Linked DNA regions of Muntiacus reevesi: region 2 is linked to region 1. Evidence: chromatin contacts called from public Hi-C data. All regions are on one chromosome and are shown on one strand. Each heading gives the region's core, a stretch centred on a gene start, on an enhancer-like site or on the middle of the called end of the contact. The rest is flanking DNA. Distances are from core to core; before and after follow the strand shown. Region 1 holds the start of PIK3R2 (phosphoinositide-3-kinase regulatory subunit 2). Region 2 holds the start of RPL18A (ribosomal protein L18a).

Region 1 (4,336 bases), core at 1,089-3,588:
GACTGAGTCGCCACCCTTAAGGCGGCTGCCCGGGTCTTGCCCCAGGCACCTGGGACCCATTTGTAAACCCTGCCCACATGGGCTGAGAAGGAAGCACTTTGGACAAGTCAACACGTGTTCGTGTTTTATGGTTTTTCTGTTCTTTTAAAGTTTTTTGTGTGTGTGTTACTCGATCCCATCCCTGACTCAAGACCCATGCATTTGAAGGGATGCAGCCTAGTTTATCAGTCCAGGCCCAGTTTGGATGACTTGGAGAGTCTGTAAACAATTCCCCTCCACCACAAAACAAAGTAGTTCTGATGATGGACTGGATTCTGCAGGCTCCTTCCCACCATCATGGCCTCCATCTCTCGGCCAGCCTTGCTAGAGTCTGCCTCCAGTCCTATAGGCTTAGGGGTTGTGGGAACTGGGGCTTTGATGTATGAGTAGAAGTTCACCAAATATAGACAGAGGAGTCATCCACCTCACAGGCAGACACTGTGCCCCAGGAGGCAGAGGCCTCAAAGGGCACTGCCAGTAGGGGAAGAATGTCCACCCTGGACACAAGGTTTTTTGGTATTTGATGCCTGCCAGGGTGAGAACTTGACCATGATGTGTCTGAAACACCCCTGGGAAGTGCCCTCAGTATGTCAGAGCCTTGCTGGGATGAAATCTGAATAAGAAAATCCAACTGGGGGGCAGTGAGGCCCCAGTTGAAATCTTGGCTTCACTGGCTCCGGGAAAATGGCTTCCCCACTCTGTGCCTCAGTTTCCTTGTGTTTACAAAACTAATACTATATTTATTAAGCACCTACTGTATGCCAAGCGCTTTTACTTGTGGCTTCTCCCTCAGTCAGCCTTGAGAAGGCTGGAGGTAGTGTTGTCCTCCCCATAACTAAGGCCTGGCAAGGGGTGGAGACATGCCCCACGCTTTCCTGGTAAGAGTCATGCAGCCAGCCCCTGTCCTGGGCATTGTCAAGGGAGCTGTGGAGAATCTGTTGTCAGATATAGCAGACTCCAACTCCAACCCTCTCCCCTGAAATGCTGTGTGGCCCACCGGGCATCTCAGAGCCTCCATTTTCATTGGGAAATGGCTGACATGATGGCTGTGTCCCACATGATGAGGGCACTTTGCAGGCTCTGTAGCCCACTCTGCGTTCCTTCCGGAGACACCCACACAGCACTGCCTGGTGTTGGAGCTAGATCAAGGCTGTGCATGACTTTTGCTCCCGCCTTCCATCCTGGAGCTGACAGTGAATAAAAGCTCACATTTACAAAGAGGAGGTCCGATGTCTGGATTTCTGAGGGGCTGAGAAAAGGGTAAGGGAAGAGTGGGGTGGGGGTGGGATGAAAATAGACCCTTGGCTCAAAGTCGCCTGAAGTGGGTTTTGAAGGCTGCTGGGAGTTCACCATTGAGATCCTTCTTGATGCCTTCTCTGATCCAGAGCTCCTGCTACCCTCTCCCGATTGAGTACCTATCATGGGCTCTGCCCCTAAAAGCTTCATACAGACACCGTCTGGGCCTTGAAGCTGTGATAATAAACAAACAAACCATCTTTGTGACCTTTTTATACTGGTCTTCGCTTGGACTGTGCCTTAAAATTCCCTGCACCGCGTCGGAACCCAGCCTGAGCGCGTTCAGGTTACTTCTAAAGTATTCGGAAAGGTGGGAAGCTTTGGCCACGCCCCTTGTTTCCGAGTGTCTTCGGCTATTTCCGGAAGCAGCCGAACGCCTGTGGGCCGGCATTCCGGTAGTTCTCCCCGTCCGCGAGTTAGTTCAGTGGTTTCTAGACGCTCTGGGCTACCATGGAAACCCCGGCTTTGAAGCCTGATCCCTTCTCGGCCCTCAGCTTGTTTCCTGAAAAGCTCAGCTTTCTGTGGCGACTCCCTTCCCCCTAAATGCCACCTTCAGTTCCTTGAGCTCAGGGCCACCTCACTTGCTCTCGGGAGCCGTCCCTGCGTCGGCAGTTTTCGGAAGTTGGGTAGTCGCCTCTGGATCTAAGTTCTCAGGGCCTCATTTGGGGCCAAGCACACTTGGTTCTTTCCAGTAAGTTTCCGAAGTTTCGGGGCCCAGCCTGGTGCGGGTTCGGCTGGAGAGCGTTCGGCCTTTTCCGGAATCTCGGGCATCTCAGTACAGCCGAGCTTAGCCGAGTCCAGCCTCCGAATGACTCATCTGACCCGAATATGCTCGGCTGTTTCCGGAAATGATCGGCTGTCTCGGGGCACGTTCCCCCAACGTTAACCTCCAGTCCCGCGGGAGTACGTTCGGCTCTTCCCGGAAGCACTCGGGCGTCCTCTGGCCCAGCCTCGGCTCCAGTTCACCCGCCCGACCCGAATGCACTCGGCCGTTTCCGCCGGGGGGCGGGCCCGACCATTCGGAACCGCGGCGGCAGCGGCGGAGGCGGGGATCCCGCGGCTGCGGCGACGGCGGCCGCGGTGAAGCCACGGGTCTGGCTCGGTTCGGCGTGACGGTGGCCGCGGCGGCAGCGGTGGCGGCCACGACCAGGTAAGTGCGAACTGTCCGCGTGGCAGGCCAGGTTGGGGGTGCGCTCAGATGCGGGGCGCCCAGGCAGAGTGTGGGGCCGCGGTGGAAGCCGGAACGCGAGCAGGGCTGCATCGGGCCCTGCGGGAACTGGGGGCCGCAGGGAGCGGGAGGCCTCGGGCTCGACCTGGCTCTGGTGCAGCCTGCCCTGGAAGATGAGGGTGGAACAACGAACTGTAGGCAGAAATAAGGGGTTGGAGCCGCGGCCCTGAATTGAGGGAGGCCCTGCCGGGAGTGGGGCGTCGAGCAGTAAAGAGGGGGCGCCCAGGCATTGTGTGGGGCATAGTGGGGTGGTGGGGTGCAAGACGGTGGAGGGTAGACTGCGCTTCCGGCCCCCGAGCTGGGCTTCGGGGTCCACACAGGCCCGAGTCCGCGTCTGCACACGCGTGAGCGCGCAGGCCCTGCGTCCCCCACCAAGCCCCCAGCCAGGCCTGGCCCCTCCACCCCGCCTCTTGGATTCGGGGAGCGCTGGTTCCCAGGCGCGCACACCGGGGCGTGTGCAAACGTGTGCACGGCGGGGCGCGGAGGCGGGCAGGCAAGCGGATTCAGGTGGTTTTCTGGACGTCCCTGTCGCTGGGCCTCAGTTTCCCCACCTGTAGAATGGGGGCCCAGGGGCCAGGGAGCGGACAAGTTGGGTCGTTCTGTAATGTGGCGCTTGTGCCCAGTACGTGAACACGTCTTGTGGTTCCCCGTGGTCGACGGATAAAGCCTGACCCCCTACCTGGCACCCAAGGCCCTGCATGGCCTGTGGCTTTCTTAAGACCACCCTGAACTCTTGACAAGCATTTCTTGCTGTCAAGCCTTTGCCTGTATTAGTCCTGACCAGTACTCCTCCTGTCCTCTGTGAGGACCCACCTTTTGGAAAAGCTCCATCCCCCCCGCCCCTCCCCCCCCCCCCCCCCCCCAGTCTCCCAGGAAGATCCAACCTGCAGGGCCATGATTGAGAATGTGTCTGTGCTGGGCTGTGTCTCGCGAGATTGGTGATCCTTGGGGGTGATCATTGCCCCTGCATAGAGCAGCCACCCCCTTGGCAGCTGCAGTGCCCTCCTTCTTTCTACCCTTTCCCAGCTCCATGTCTGTTCTGGGGCTAAGGTCCTCTTGGCCTCCCACCAACCCTCTTCTGTTTTAAGTACCTACTGTGGGCCTGAAGCTGAGACATGTCAGGGACGCCCCTGCCCCGTTCTCTCCTCCCCCTGCAGAGATCAGAGATCCACTTGCTTGGACTCACAGATTATGACATCTGCTTGGACTTCATTCCCTATCCCTTTTGGCCTCTACTGCCTCTTACTGTGCTCAGCCATCCCAGCCCCTGCTCAGGGCTCCACAGCACACTGAGCATCATCACCCATTACACCCTTCACATTACGCCCTGAGCATTCAGGGTTTAACTGGCCATTTAGGATGGATGCATCCTGGGCCTTGTGAAACTGGGCAGCTCTGAGCTTTTCAGTCCTGGCTTCCTGGCCCATTGAATGGTCCAACAAAGACCTGCCTACTCTGAGCCTTAGTTTCCCCATCTCTAACAGGGGCGAAGAAGAGCTTGTTTACTGAACTTGCAGTATGCCCAGGGCAGATTCTTGGGAGCTCTGCCCGCAACAACCCCAAGGGAGGGCTATTCACCCATTTTACAGCTGGGGAAACGGAGGCCCAGAGAGGGGCAGGGACTGACCCAAGGATACCCAGTTAGTCAGGGGATTCCAACCTGGGATTTGGGTTCAGCTCTGAGTTGAGGGTGGCAGGAGTTCAAACCGACTCATGCTGCCCCGCCCCTCTTCCCCCTAGGTCGGTGTCCCGAGCCGAGCATGGTGACAGACT
Region 2 (4,336 bases), core at 1,200-3,699, 210 kb before region 1:
TGCCAATTCAGGACATACTGGAGACGAGACAGACAGGTTCAATCCCTGGGTCAGGAAGATCCCCTGGAGGAGGAAATGGCAACCTACCACAATATTCTTGGCTGGAAAATTTTAGGGACAGAGGAGATTGGCGGACTACAGTCCATGGGGCCCCAAAGAGTTGGACATGACTGAGAGACTGAACATGCATGCCATTATGTAGAATGTCTAGAATAGGGAAATCCATGGTGGTGTAAAGTAGATTCCTACAGCCTAGGGCTGGGGAATGGGGAGGGAATGGCAAGCTACTCCTAAGAGTAAGGGGCTTCTTTCAGGAGGGAAGATGGAAATGTTCTCAATTTTATGGTGATGTTACACACCTGTGTATATATGCTGCTGCTGCTAAGTCACTTCAGTCGTGTCCGACTCTGTGCGAACCCACAGATGGCAGCCCACCAGGCTCCTCTGTCCCTGGTATTCTCCAGGCAAGAATACTGGAGTGGGTTGCCATTTCCTTCTCCAATGCATGCATGCATGCTAAGTCGCTTCAGTCGTGTCTGACTCTGTGAGACCCTATAGACAGCAGCCCACCAGCCTCCTCCATCCACAGAATTCTCTAGGCAAGAATACTGGAGTGGGTTGCCACTTCCTTCTCTAGTGTGTATATGTGTGTGTGTGTGTGTGTGTGTGTATAAATGTAGTTTAAAAAAAAACATTGAATTGTACAATTTACATGTGTGAATTGTATGGCATGTGAGCTATATTGCTTGTTTAACTGACATTCCCCTTTATAAAAAAAACTGTGGCTGTGCTGGGTCTTTGTTGTGGCCCTCAGGGTTTCTTCCTGTTGCAGAGCACAGAGCTCCAGAGCAAGGGGGCATGTGGGTTTATGTGCGCCATCCCATGTGGGATCTCAGTTCTTTGACCCGGAATCAAACCCACCTCCCATGCATTGGAAGGCAGATTCTCAACCACTGGACCACCAGGGAATTCCCTGTGAACCATATCTTAATTAAACTTATTAATTTTTAATTAATAAAATAAAAATTCTAATTGGGCTCAGCTGTCACCTCCTCCAACACCTCTCTCTCCTAATATAAATCCTCCAGTTTATCCTCTTTCATGTCTCTTTTCACAGCCTGACTTCATGAGTTCTTTCCTTTTCCATTCTGGATCTCCCCTCCAGAGGAGCCATTTTTTTGCCTAAACAAATTGCTAAGCCCGAAGCTTCCAAAGGTGCGGCTCCCCCTTGATCATTTTTAGCACCCCCACAACCCCCCGCCCCAGCCCCAAGCCCTATTCTGCCCCAGGATCTGTACTAGAAACAAGCAGATGGGGTTTGAATATCTGCTACTATGAAACACAAATCAGATCCTCCCATAATAATAAATACTATTCCATTGCTTAATGAATGTTCAGTGTGTTTGCTAAGTGTGTCTGACTCTGCGATTCCATGGACTGTAGCCCATCAGGCTCCTCTGTCCATGGGATTTCCCAGGCAAGAATACCGGAGTGGGGTGCCATTTCCTTTTCCATGGTATCTTCCTGGCCCAGGGATGGAATCCGCTGATTGGCAGGATTCTTTACCACTGAGACACCAGGAAAGACTTTAATGAACGTTAGCATTTGTAAACTGCTCTGAACCTGGCCTTTCACATGAGTTGAGTGTGAATGAGTGTTATGTGCTCAGTCCTATCCAACCCTTTGCGACCTCATGGACCGTAGCCAGCCAGGCTCCACTCTTCACGGAATTTTCCAGGCAAGGATATTGCAGTGGGTTGCTATTTCCTGCTCCAAGGGATCTTCCGGACCCAGGGATCTAACCTGTGTCTCTTGGTGGGTGGATACTTGACCGCTGCGCCATCCGGGAAGCCAGTATGGTAACATTACTAGGGGAAAAAAACACCTGTACTATTCCCATTTTGGGCTTCCCTGGCGGTTCAGACGGTAAAGAATACGTCTGCAATGCGGGACACCTGGGTTCGATCACTGAACTGGGAAGATCCCCTGGAGGAGGGCATGGCAACCCACTCCAGTATTCTTGCCTGGAGAATCCCCATGGACAGAGGAGCCTGGCGGGCCCATGTGGTAGCAAAGAGTCGAACACGACTGAGTGACTAAGCACACATTCCCATTTTATAGAAGAGAACGCTCAGGTCCTGGAGCCTCATCACCGGGACGATGATGCACACAGTATGGATATAAAGGCAGGAACCTGGAACCGGCCTCCGAGACCGCCCGTTGTACCTACAACTCCCGGCATGCCGCGCGCGCCGACGCTCCCTTACGCCTCGCTTGAACAGGAGGGCTAGTCGCGCTGCGTCTCGGGAGTTGTAGTGTCGCCGCAAAGGGAGGCCGGGCTGTGAGAGGTTGGTGGATCTGGAGTCAACGAAGAAGCAAATCTTATAGAGCTCGGGGCTGAGGAGCCAATGGGCTCGCGGCATCGAAAGGGAGGGACTTCCGGCCGCGAAATCAAGGTGAGCGGCTGCGCGAGGGCGGCCACTTCCTTTTCGAGGGTGGCGGCGGTCGTGGGTAGATCGCCATGAAGGCCTCAGGGACGGTAAGGCGGGCGCGGTGGGGCAAGGAGTCAGAGAACGCGACGCGGACAGAATCGAGGGCTGCGGGAGGAGACATGGGACACGCGGGGAGTGCGCGTTCCGGTTTGGGCCAGTGCGCCGAGGTCCCCAGTTGCGGCCAACATGGCGGCCACTGCGGGAGCCGCGTGGGGAGGCCAGAGCGTGGCCCGGGCCGGCTCGGGAATCGCGGGGGCCGGGGAGTCCGAGTCTCCTTTCAACAGGAAGAGACAAATTGAGCGGTGTGGAAACACGCGCCACGGGACCTCATCGACCTTCCGAGCCTCAGTTTCTCCGTTTGGGAAGTGAATATGGTGCCAAGGGTGGGGGTTAGCGGGCCATAGTGTTCTTTTTCTCTTGGCATGCCTGTAACAGAAAATAGAAGGAAACTAGTGTAATTAGGGGCTGACATGGGGAGTGGGAGTCTTAACCGCTGTGACAGGTGCTGGGCAAAATCCGCGTTAGTGCTCAGAGATGGAAGAGTAGACCCCGCGGAGAAGCATTTTGGGTGGGTCATGCTCAGCTTTCCAGCTCCATTTTGCACACTGGAAAGGGGTCCGACCGCATCGGCCCCTTCCTGAATGGGTGGTCTGCGAGGCCGTTGAGTCAGATTGAGAGGTTAAAGTAAGAATCGAGTTTGTGATGTTTGGGGTGGTTTTCTATTGACATTAATAGTAAAATGGTGACGAGCCATTTTGTGGTGGTGGCGCCTTTCTCCTGTACCCCAGGATTTGAACGTGGCAGATATCGTGCCCGTTGCATCTGTACAAACGGGGAGCTTCTGCTTGAGAGTCCAAATCTCTTGGACTGCAACTGGGAAACTGAGGCAGCTGCAAGTCATGACCCACGTCTGGGGAACCCAGAGCTGGGCAGGGAACTGGATTCTTGTCCTGATTCTCTCTGGAGTTGACTGTGAGATTCCTGGCTGGCCACTGTCTCTGGGGTCCCGAATTTTCATTTTGACAAGTTGTGAGCTGGATAGATGCGGTGTTGGAGGAACGAGGCAGCCCCACCGTTCTGTGCCTAGCTAACGTAAAGGGGGAGAGGGGCTGAGAGCCTCACCCAGCTTTCCTGAGCCAGGGCAAAGGGCATTCAGGCACCTGGGTTAATCCTCCCCACTCTCACTTCTTTTTATGTGGAAGGCTCGGACGGTGGAATGACCCACAGTCACCCAGATATCACAGGAGGGCCCTGGGGTGGGACTTGACCTTCTCCATCCCCTGATCCAGTTGTCAACAGGCTTGGGGAAGGGCGCAGAGTGAGTCTCCGCAGTTGCCTCTAGACTTTGGGTGCTGGTCCCCACCTCAACCGCTGTTTCTTTTTTAGCTTCGAGAGTATAAGGTGGTGGGGCGCTGCCTGCCGACCCCCAAATGCCATACGCCGCCCCTCTATCGCATGAGGATTTTTGCGCCTAATCATGTTGTTGCCAAGTCCCGCTTCTGGTACTTTGTGTCTCAGTTGAAGAAGATGAAGAAATCCTCGGGGGAAATCGTCTACTGTGGACAGGTATGCGGTATTCGAAGCTGGGCGGGATCGGGGTGAATTTACACTTTCCCATGGGGCATCTGTCACCCTCCAGAGCTAGCAGACTTTACAGCCCCTGATCCTGATCCTTTGTCTTCACGCCCTACATCAGGATGAAATAGGTGGTTTGGTGGCCTTTTCCTAATAAAAACCCTGGGCCTCATCTGTAAAGTGTGGGGCGTGGCGCTGTACTCTGCACAGTGAGGCTGCCTTGGGTAACTGATGGTTTTTTGGCCCAGATGGTCCCAAGAGAATTATTG

The links. Hi-C and Micro-C count contacts between places; a contact is called where the count stands out from the background.
Region 2: a contact with region 1 is called in a Hi-C map of muscle, with 5 times the contacts expected there. The contact joins the promoter of RPL18A here to the promoter of PIK3R2 in region 1. A contact is called at or near these places in 2 of 3 Hi-C or Micro-C datasets (blood and muscle).

The regions. Positions count from the first base shown.
Region 1 is chr1:183,925,937-183,930,272 of mMunRee1.1, reverse strand. It overlaps PIK3R2 (phosphoinositide-3-kinase regulatory subunit 2), which reads left to right and starts at 2,338. Exons shown (of 16, transcript XM_065917426.1): 1 at 2,338-2,485; 2 at 4,304-4,336. It overlaps MAST3 (microtubule associated serine/threonine kinase 3), which reads left to right. Exons shown (of 28, transcript XM_065917423.1): 28 at 1-1,240.
Region 2 is chr1:184,138,392-184,142,727 of mMunRee1.1, reverse strand. It overlaps RPL18A (ribosomal protein L18a), which reads left to right and starts at 2,449. Exons shown (of 5, transcript XM_065931618.1): 1 at 2,449-2,539; 2 at 3,879-4,058. The coding sequence starts at 2,522.